Regions from separate parts of the Callithrix jacchus genome. Here region 2 is linked to region 1. Evidence: chromatin contacts called from public Hi-C data. All regions are on one chromosome and are shown on one strand. The core of a region is the stretch at or near the end of the contact, and the rest is flanking DNA. Distances in the headings are between cores, read along the strand shown.

Region 1 (4,780 bases), core at 1,407-3,906:
GGATTCAAGCAATTCTCTTGCCTCAGCCTCCTGAGTAACTGGGACTAAGGTGCATGCCACCATGCCCGGCTCATTTTTGTATTTTTAATAGAGACAGGGTTTTACCATGTTGGCCAGGCTGGTCTCGATCTCTTGACCTCAAATGATCCACCCACCTAGGCCTCCCAAAGTGCTGGGATTACAAGCACGAGCCACTTCACCTGGCCCGTGTTTCATTCTTTTTGTGGCTGAATGACATTCCATTGCAGGGGTCAACCGTGTTTGTTTCTCTGCTCATCCATTGATGGACTCTTAGGTTGTTTTCACATTTGGCGGTTATGAATAATGCTGCTGTGAGCATTCACATGTAGACATGGGTTTTCCGGTCTCGGGTAGGAATGGAATTGTCGGGGCATAGGATAACTGTGCTTAACTGTTTGGGAGCTGCCAGGAGGTTTCGCAAGTGGCTGCCGTGTTTCAGATTCCTGGGGGAAGTGTGTGAAGGTGCCGTGATCTCCACATCCTGGTCAGAACCTGCTATTGTTCATCCTTGTAGTTCTAGTTAAACCCCCTTTAAGTCACTTTTTGCTTGAATGTGCATCTGTCCTCCCCAGGCAGGTGGTGGGGATGTTGGGATTGGGGAGATGCCTGCCCAGGCCTTCCCAGGTCAGTGTTATGCCAGGAGGGTGCCCAGAGGCCTGGATGGTTTCCTTTCACACTCCCTGCACTCCTGAAGGGTTGATGGCCCCTGCGGCCAGTTCCAGAGTAGGACGTCATCTATTCTCCACAGACTGAGTCATTCACCAACAGCCCATGTCAAAGCCCCACCTTTGCAGCAAGGAAATGGTTAACTCCCTTCCTTGTCCTCATCCACTGTGAGGGTGTCATGCTTTCTACTGGGTCCTCATACTTTGATGAGTACCTTCATCATTTCTTTTGCCTTTTTTCTTTTTCTTTCTTCTTTTTTTTTGAGATGTGAGTCTTGCTCTGTCACCAGGCTGGAGTGCAGTGGCACAATCTGGGCTCACTGCAACCTCTGCCTCCGAGGTTCAAGCAATTCTCCTGCCTCAGCCTCCCTAATAGTTGGGATTACAGGCATCTGCCACCATGGCTAGCTAATTTTTGCATTTTTAGTAGAAACAGGTTTCACCATGTTGGCCAGGATGGTCTTGATCGCCTGACCTTGTGATCTGCCTGCCCTGGCCTCCCAAAGTGTTGGGATTACAGGTGTGAGCCATCGCGCCAGGCCCTTTTGCCTTTTTTCTGAGCCTGCAAACTCTTTTATGGTCAGAAGTCTCCTCTGTGAAGATGAACTTGACCTTTAGAACCTTTGAGTGTCTGTCAGTCCCAGAAATGATGTGCCTTATCAGATTGATGAATGTCAAGAAAGATAATTGCTCAACAAACAGTGGCACCCTGGCTGCCCATAGATGCCAGGCAGTGTCTTGTTCCCTTTGTAAGTACAGTGTCTTATTGTGCTTATAAATGGTCTGATGCCCACTGTATAGACAAGGAAGCTGAGGTTCAGCCTCAGTAACTTGCCCACAGTCACACAGCTCATGGGTGGCCAAGCAGGGGCTGGGATCCAGGATGCCTGACTGTTGCCTGAGCTCTTTTCCACCTGGATGCACGGGCTGTCTCCTGCTGCTGCATTTTCCTGGGCATTGGGGGCCCTCCCAAGTGGCTGGGATCTGCCTTTTTGGCCAGAAGCTGCCTGTAGAGTGCCTGCCTCCAGTCAGTGTTCTCACAGCTATTTCCTGGGCCACTCATGCCTCTTGCATGAGCAGAACTGGACTAGCTCAGGGTCTCCAAAGATGCCCTGCCTCACCTTTCCTTATGCTGTCTCTTCTGCCTGAAGCACCTTCCCCTCCTGAACTCTGCTTTCAGAAGCCATGCTTCCTCTGGCATTGCCTCTCAGGTGTGCTCTCCTCCAGGAAGTCCTCCTTGGCTGCCCAAGGTGGGACTTGTTCCTCCCTTCACTTTCCCTCAGCTTTTGAGTGGCCCCTTCACTGACCCTGGGGTGCCAGACATTTTCTACTGTGGCTTTTTGAGGTCAGCGCTTGGAGGACTGAGATCAGTTCATTCTTCTGGACCCTTTTGTGTCTGACACTGGACTTTGCCCAGCTGGCATCAGGTAAATGTTTGTTAAGTTGAATTGCTTAACATTTTCCTGCAGCCATCCTGCAGGACAGGGGAGGTAGATCATCTGGAAACCGGACTGCTGGCTTTCATGGTTACTATCTAAACTTGGCTGTGAGGCTTCAAAGTCAAGGGCTCTGTCTGTTGCACATAGTAGTACTGACAGCTTTTTTTTGGGTGGAAAAAGCAAAACTTTGGGCAGAAGTTTCTTGAGAGCTTTCCCTGCCTCCTTACTCCTCAGCAGGCCCTTCCCCACCTCCATCCATAAGCGGGCTGTTGTGAACTGTAGACATGTCACTAAGCAATGTTTCATGTGAGACTTGAGACTTCATGGGGCCAGGGATAGGGGTGAAGAGAAGCAGGACCCCAAGCCTGTCCAACTCTAAATACCTTGCACTTTGCACTGTAGAAACAGCATTTCTTGTCCCCCAGATACCCTGTATTGGGAGCTGGTTAGAAAGGGAATGTGGATGAGGGATGTGGAACAGGTGTGGGGTATCAGGGGCTGGCAGATAGTGTGGGGTATCAGGGGCTGGCAGATAGTGTGGCATGGCCCCTTCTAGAGAGGGCGAGCAGCTTCTGGCCCTCAGGGAATGAGGTCGAAGTGGCAGGATCTTCAGCCTTTCAAGGGAAGGTAAGAACTAGGTTTCCAAGTGGCATCTGTTTCTTGATTGGAAAGGACAGGTCAGAAGGCTTCCAGGCAGCAAGCCAGGACATTAGAGCTAAGGCTGGCTAGGCCTGGCCCTCCACTTTTAAAAAGGGACCGTGCTTTTAAAAAATCACGTAGCAGATCATGAGGAAAGCAGCACAGTTGTGAATACAAGCTCAGACCTGGAGCCTGCACCAGCACTGGCTAAGGACCTATGTGGCCCCCGTAAAGAGACAAGAGTCGTGTGACCCTAGACAGTTGGGGTAATGCCCCTCCTCCCTGGATCCCTGCTCCTGCACAGGGAGGGAGAGGAGTTTACTATCAGGAGGTGGTGAGCAGAAGCAAATGGCCCAGGTTTCTGAGCAGCCTCCTAAACTCTGGAATGCTCACAGACGTGTGGGGCAGCAGTGTTAAGCACTGCACTGAGCTGGTCTTGCAGTCAAAGGCAGGGAGTCACAGCAGGAAGAGCACAAGCTTTCACCTGACAGCCCTGGGTTCAAATCCTGGCCTTGCCCCAGTGATCACATGATTGTGAAGGTCTTCATTCCTTTCAGCCTCAGTTTTCCCTCCTGACATGCAGGTCATGACACTTGCCTGGTGGTGGGTGATGTGGAGTGTCGTTCCTGTGTGGGGCAGAAGCTCCTATCCCACCTCCCTCAGCCCTGGGGAATTAACTCCATGCCTATCTGCCCCCACGTCTGCTCTTACAGGGAACACCTTCAGCACCCTGGCCGGACTGGTCTTTGAGTGGACAATTGTGAAGGACTCCGAGGCGGACAGGTTCTCAGACTCTCACAATGCACTGCGGTAAGGGGTGCCTCTGTCAGGCCTGACCCCCTTTGAAGGGAAGCGGGAAGCGGGATGTCTGTGAGGTCCACACTGGCCAGGGGCTTTCATCTTAATCAGTGTGGAGCCTGGGAGATTCTCAGGATGCCTGCAACATTCCAAGTGTCTGATTAAGGAGGAAGGTTCACTTATACTATTGTGCGGGAGCCTGGATGCTTCTGCAGCCCACAGAGAGTGTCGTGTGGGAAGTTGTCAGAGGCTTGGGACGTCCAGCTGGAGAAATGAGACACACATGGCTGTCTCAGGGTGCAGGGGAAGTGTGGGTAGCCCCAGGCTGCAGTTCTGGGAGGCTAGTTAAAGGGTAGCCAGGTTTTGGCTGGCGCATGGGCCAGCTGTGTGTGCCAGCCTTAGGTGGAACAGGGTTAAGTCCCCCATATGGCAGTGTAGCCAGACTTGTTTTGAGGTGGACGCCTTAAATGTCTTGACCTGTGTCATCCTCCTGGCTGCCATGTGAGCTTGCACACAACTGTGCTCTCCATCGAGTGTTCCCAAAGGCTGAGACTTGGAGAGGCCGATTTGCTTGTCTGAGCTCAGGAAGGGCAGAGCTGGAGTTTGAACTCAGATCCGTGGATCTTCACTGTCTCCATGGGAGAGACCAGCCGTGGGAGTCATGGGCCCCAGGGCTATTTATTTGTAGTTAAAAAATGAGCGGTTCAGTTCTTGAGATGCTCTAGTCTCCTGTCAGTGGCTCACTGTGCTGCCACGTGTGGGTCAGGGCAGGAGGAGAGCCACACGGGTCCTTGGCTGGTGCTGGTGCAGGCCCCAGGTCTGAGCTTGTATTTGCAACTGTGCTGCTTTCCTCATGTTTTGCTATGTGATTTTTTAAAAGCATGGTCCCTTTTTAAAAGTTGTTTTTGAATGTTTTTCTCTTTTGAATGAGTCTCTTTTTGCAGCAACTTTAGGCCTGTAGAAAACCTGCCAATGCAGTCCAAAAAGTGATTTCCCTCACTCACCTGAGAGCCTATTGCCAGCCTCATGTCCCGTCACCCTGATGATTTTCATGTGCTTTACAACCATCAAGGACATTGTCCTGCACAGCCACCATGCAGTCATGGTGCTAGAAAACGAACATTGATGCTGACCATCTTCAGACCTCACTTGAGTTTGGTTACTTGTCCCAGTTTTATCCTTATCAGCAAAAAGAAAAATTGCAGCCCCGAGTCACCT
Region 2 (5,013 bases), core at 1,525-4,024, 53 kb before region 1:
TCATCCCTCTGCTCATGTAAGACAAATACATATCTGATTGCTTCCTCTGCCCTATCGTTTCACTAAGCCAAACTAAGGCATAAGTGACTATTCCTGTAAATTGTGCATTCAGCGAAAAGCTAATCAGAAATTCAAAAGAATGCAACTGTTTGTCTCTTATCTGTGACCTGGAAGCCTCCTCCCCGCTTTGATGTCCCACCTTTCTGGGCCAAATGTACATCTTATATATATTGATTAGTGTCTCATGTCTCCCTAAACTGTATAAAACCAATATGTGTCCTGACTACCTCAGGCACATGTTGTCAGGACCTCCTGCCAATGGCAGAGGTGTGTGAGGCTGTGCTAGACCTGCCAGTCCAGCTGAGTTGCTGGATGACTGCAGTGGAGAGCCCAGCCAGGGTCAGCCAAACGTGGCCCAGAGCAGAATCACTCAGCGGATCCAGAGAGTCATAAACAATAATAAGTCACTGCTTTCTTAAAGCAATGAAGTTTGTGGTGGCTTGTTATGCAACGATTGCTAAATGATATGTCAGTGTCCTAGCTCCTGCTCCAGGGTTTTTACCATATCCCAAGGACAGACTCCTGAACTGAGACAGAGCAGGCAAAGCTCTCACCTAACTTCTGGAAGACATCAGAGCAACCCCTTACCTGGGGTGTGGGACACAGAGGTGGAATGACTCTCTCAGAATCTAATCTTAAGTACTGCTCTTCATGAGACTCTCCCCACAGGGACCTGGGAATCTTTACTTTCAATATGCTCCCCAGGTGGATCCAAGGTGCAGTCAGGTCTAGGTACTGTGGCAGAAGGCCAAGGGGAGTTGTGAAAGGTTCACGCAGGTGAGGTGATTGGTCAGACTGTCAGCAAATGCAAGTCTCTGCTCACCGGTTGGAAGCCAGATACGAGAAGTGAGATGGGGTAAAAGGAAAGCGATTTTAATAATCAAATGCAGAAATTAGGAAATGGCCAGGCTCATGCCTGCAAAAGACCATTTCATATTTTGGCCTGGGTATGGTAGTTAAGAAGGGAAACTTGGTATGAGAAGCATGCAGGAATGTGCGGGATATAGGGTCTGTGTGTCTTGTGCTACCTTGAGTTATTGTCCACCTGGAGCAGCACAGGCTGGGGCTATCTCTACACTGTCTGGGTTGTAGATTAACAGCCTTGAGGCCATCTCCAGATGGGGAGGATTCTGCAACTGGGTCTTCACCCCTGGTTTATTTCAAGATCAGTCCCTGGAATTTCTAAGCAAGCCCATAGTTAGATAAACTAGCCCAGTACAGTGCAGGGAGTATCTGGTGGGAAGGGAGAGAAACAAAGAGTATGTTTCAAGGCCAAGACTAGAGAAAGGGAGAAAAAAGGTTTTTCAAATGTATTTTGAAGCTAAGCTGCTCGGTTATGAGACCATGTTGTAGGGCGAACCCTGCCCTTGCCCCCAGTGGCCCTGATCTCACTCCCATAACAGAATTTCTCCCACACCCACCTCACCCTCCCAGGTGGAGTTAGGGTCTTCCCCCATCCATCCCCCATGGACTAGGCACGGCCTGTGGTCATCACCACCTCACACACCGTCTTCTCCTTTGGTTTGTGGGCTCCGTGAGGGCTCCCAGCAATCAGCCCAGGGCCCAGAACAGGTAACACTGGGATCAGAAGCACAAACCCCTGAAGCTGAATAAGTCACCTTCCCATCCTGCAAACCTTGGGCAAGTGTGGCTCAGGTATTTTGCATTTGTGTTTTCTCATCTAAACAATGTGAATAGTAATAGTACCCACTTAAGGAGGTGCGGGGAGGATTCAATGACAGCCGCACACAGGATGAGCCTAATAAATTGGGACATATTGGGTGTGTCCATGTCCAAATGTGTTTAGTTATCAAAATTTCAAATCCAAAAGAATTATATTTTAGTGAAGGTATAATACGCAGGTCTTAAGTATATATGTACGTCCTCAAGCTCCAAATCAAGATACAGAACCTTTCCTCCGCTGAAGAAATTGTCTCTTTCCAAAGAATTTCCCTCCCCACTAGAGGCCACCACTGCTCTTACTTCTAATGTGATCGGCTAGTTTCGCCTGTTACTGAACTTCAAATAATGGAATCTTAGAGTCCTCAATCTCTTTGCGTGCAGCATTCAACAGTGGCCGGGCATCGTGGCGCGAGCCTGTAAACCCAGTACTTTGGGATGCCGAGGCTCCTGGGACCATCGCTTGAGCCCAGGAGTCTGAGGCTGCAGTGAGCTATAATCTCACCACTGCACACTCCAGCCTGGGCGGCAGAGCAAGACCGTCTCTTAAAAAACAAAACCACAGTTATGCCTATGGGATTTTCTCATGCTTTCAAGTTTACCAGTAGTTTCCTCCTTTGTGTTGCTGACTAGTATTCATTTTATGAATACACCACAATTTATGCATTCTCCTATTGACGCATATTTGCGTTACTTCCAGCTGGGCTATTACGAACCTGCCCTACTAACGCAGGACAGGTTCTTGGCTTGCCCAGTAAAACTTGAAGAGCCAGCCGGAGGAGATAGAAGAAAACAGCTTTGCTGAGGCGGCGGCGGCGGCACTGCTACAGCTCCAATGACTGTTCTAGCATAGCAAGACCTCCCCCACAGGAACTGTGCAGAGGGTAGCAACCTATGGGCAGTTTTGTAGGCGTATTTAGGTCCACTGCGAAAGATACGTTAGTTAAGAGGATAGTCATTCAGAATTAGCTAGAAAGTGGGCGGGAGCTTCCGGTGTTGCCTCGGCAAGGGGCAGTAACGTCCGGGTGTTGCCACGGCAACGGTAAACTATCATGGCGGTGGTGGGCGTGAGTCATGGAGTGGGGCTTTTAGCGCCTCTTCTCAGTTTCCGCCAATCTTAAAGCTGTTCTGGAGTCCTGTCCTGGCTGCCTCCTACCTCACAATGAACATTTATTTGTGCTCGATATTTTTTGGTGAACGTATCATTTGACTTGGGTAAGTAGTTAGGAGTTGCTTAAGTCTTAGAATTTGTTTAACTTTATAGGAAACTGCCAAACAGTTCTCCAGAGCAATTGTACCGTTTCAAAAACTCACGCCTGCTTGACCCGGCGCAGTGGGAAGCCGAGGTGTGCGGATCACTTGAGGTCGGGACTTCGAGATCAAACTCACACCTGCAGCGTTCCACTTGTTCCACAACCTTGGCGGCATTTGGTGTCACTCTTCATTTGAGGTGGTGCTGATGGATAGGAAATGGTGTCTCTTGGTGGTATTACTTTGCATTTCTCTGATGGCTAATGATTGTGAGTTTCATGTACTTAATGGCCATTCATAGATCTTTTATGAAGTGTCTGTTCATTTTTAATCTTTTTTTTTTTTTTTTTTTTTTTTTTGAGATAGGGTCTTGCTCTGTTACCCAGGCTGGAGTGCAGTGGCATGATCATGGCTCATTGTGGCCCCAATCTCCCTGGCTCAAGCAGTCCTCCCACCTTAGTCTCCCAAGTGGCTGGGACCACAGGCCCACACCACCACTGCCTGGCTACTTATTTTTATTTTTATTTAATTTTGATTTTTTTTTTTTTGAGACGGAGTTTCGCTCTCGTTACCCAGGCTGGAGTGCAATGGTGTGATCTCGGCTCACCGCAACCTCCGCCTCCTGGGTTCAGGCAATTCTCCTGCCTCAGCCTCCTGAGTAGCTGGGATTACAGGCACGTGCCACCATGCCCAGCTAATTTTTTGTATTTTTAGTAGAGATGGGGTTTCACCATGTTGACCAGGATGGTCTCGATCTCTTGACCTCGTGATCCACCTGCCTCGGCCTCCCAAAGTGCTGGGATTACAGCCATGGGCCACCTCACCCGGACATTTTTTTTTGTAGAGATGGGGCCTCCCTATGCTGCCCAGGCAGGTCTTGAACTCATGGACTTAAGCAATCCTCCTGCTTCCACCTCCCAAAGGGTTAGGATTACAGGCATGAGCCACTGCGCCCTGAGTTTTTCCATTTTAGCCATCCTAATTGTTATGTAGTAGTAGCACACAGTGAGTTTAATTTGCATTTCTTTTTTTCTTTTTATTTTTTTGCGAGACAGAGTTCTACTCTTGTTGCCCAGGCTGGAGTACAATGGTACAATCTCAGCTCACTGCAACCTCTGCCTCCCAGGTTCAAGTGATTTTCCTGCCTCAGCCTCCCAAGTAGCTGGATTAAAGCCATGTGCCACCATGTCCAACTAATTTTGTATTTTTAGTAGAGACAGGATTTCACTATGTTGGTCAGGCTGGTCTGGAACTTCTGACCTCAGGTAATCCGCCGGCCTTGACCTCCCCAAGTGCTGGAATTACATTTGGATTTCTATTTTGACTAATGATGTTGAGTATCTTTTCATGTCACCCATGTAATCTTCATAGTGAATATCTGCTCAAATCTGTTGTGCATTTTTAATTTTTTATTTTAATTTTAATTTTTTGGAGACAGATTCCCCCTCTGTCACCCAATCTAGAATGCTGTGGTGTGATCATGACTCACTATAACCTCAACCTCCTGGGCTCAAGTGAACTTCCTGCCTCAGCTTCAAAAGGAGCTAGGAATACAGGCACGTACCTTAGCACCTGGCTATTTATTTATTTTGGTAGAGACAGGGTCTCATCATGTTGCCCAGACTGGTCTCCAACTCCTGGGCTCAAGCAATCCTCCTGCCTTGGCCTCCCAAAGTGCTGGGATTATAGCATTAGTCACGCACCTGGCATGTTGTGCATTTTTAAATTCGATTTTTAAAATTGAGTTTTGAGAGTTCTTTGTTTATTCTGAATATAAGTCCTTTATCAGGTGTATTATTTGTAAGTATTTTCTCCAGTCTGTTTGTCTTTTTATTCTCTTATCAGTGTTTTCAAAAGAGCAGAAATGTTAAATACTGGTAAAGTTCATTTTATCCAATTATTCTTACATGGTTTTGTGACTTAGAAGATGGCCAGGCACTATGCCTCAGGCCTGTAATCCCAGCATTTTGGGAGGCAGGCAGACCACCCTGAGGTCAGGAGTTGAGACCAGCCTACCCAGCA

The links. Hi-C and Micro-C count contacts between places; a contact is called where the count stands out from the background.
Region 2: a Hi-C map of induced pluripotent stem cells shows a contact between it and region 1, with 1.8 times the contacts expected there. The contact joins the promoter of NUP210 here to the enhancer-like site in region 1. A contact is called at or near these places in 2 of 3 Hi-C or Micro-C datasets (induced pluripotent stem cells and skeletal muscle).

What each region holds. Positions count from the first base shown.
Region 1 is chr15:70,509,662-70,514,441 of calJac240_pri, reverse strand. It overlaps NUP210 (nucleoporin 210), which reads left to right. Exons shown (of 41, transcript XM_078351692.1): 5 at 3,478-3,574. Among named protein-coding and RNA genes, the nearest start is that of NUP210, 53 kb to the left of the region's middle. Within about 2 kb of position 2,656, at least 2 of the 16 cell types and tissues checked have an H3K27ac peak or open chromatin away from gene starts, as enhancers often do.
Region 2 is chr15:70,562,955-70,567,967 of calJac240_pri, reverse strand. NUP210 (nucleoporin 210) reads left to right here and starts at 2,774. Exons shown (of 41, transcript XM_078351692.1): 1 at 2,774-2,955.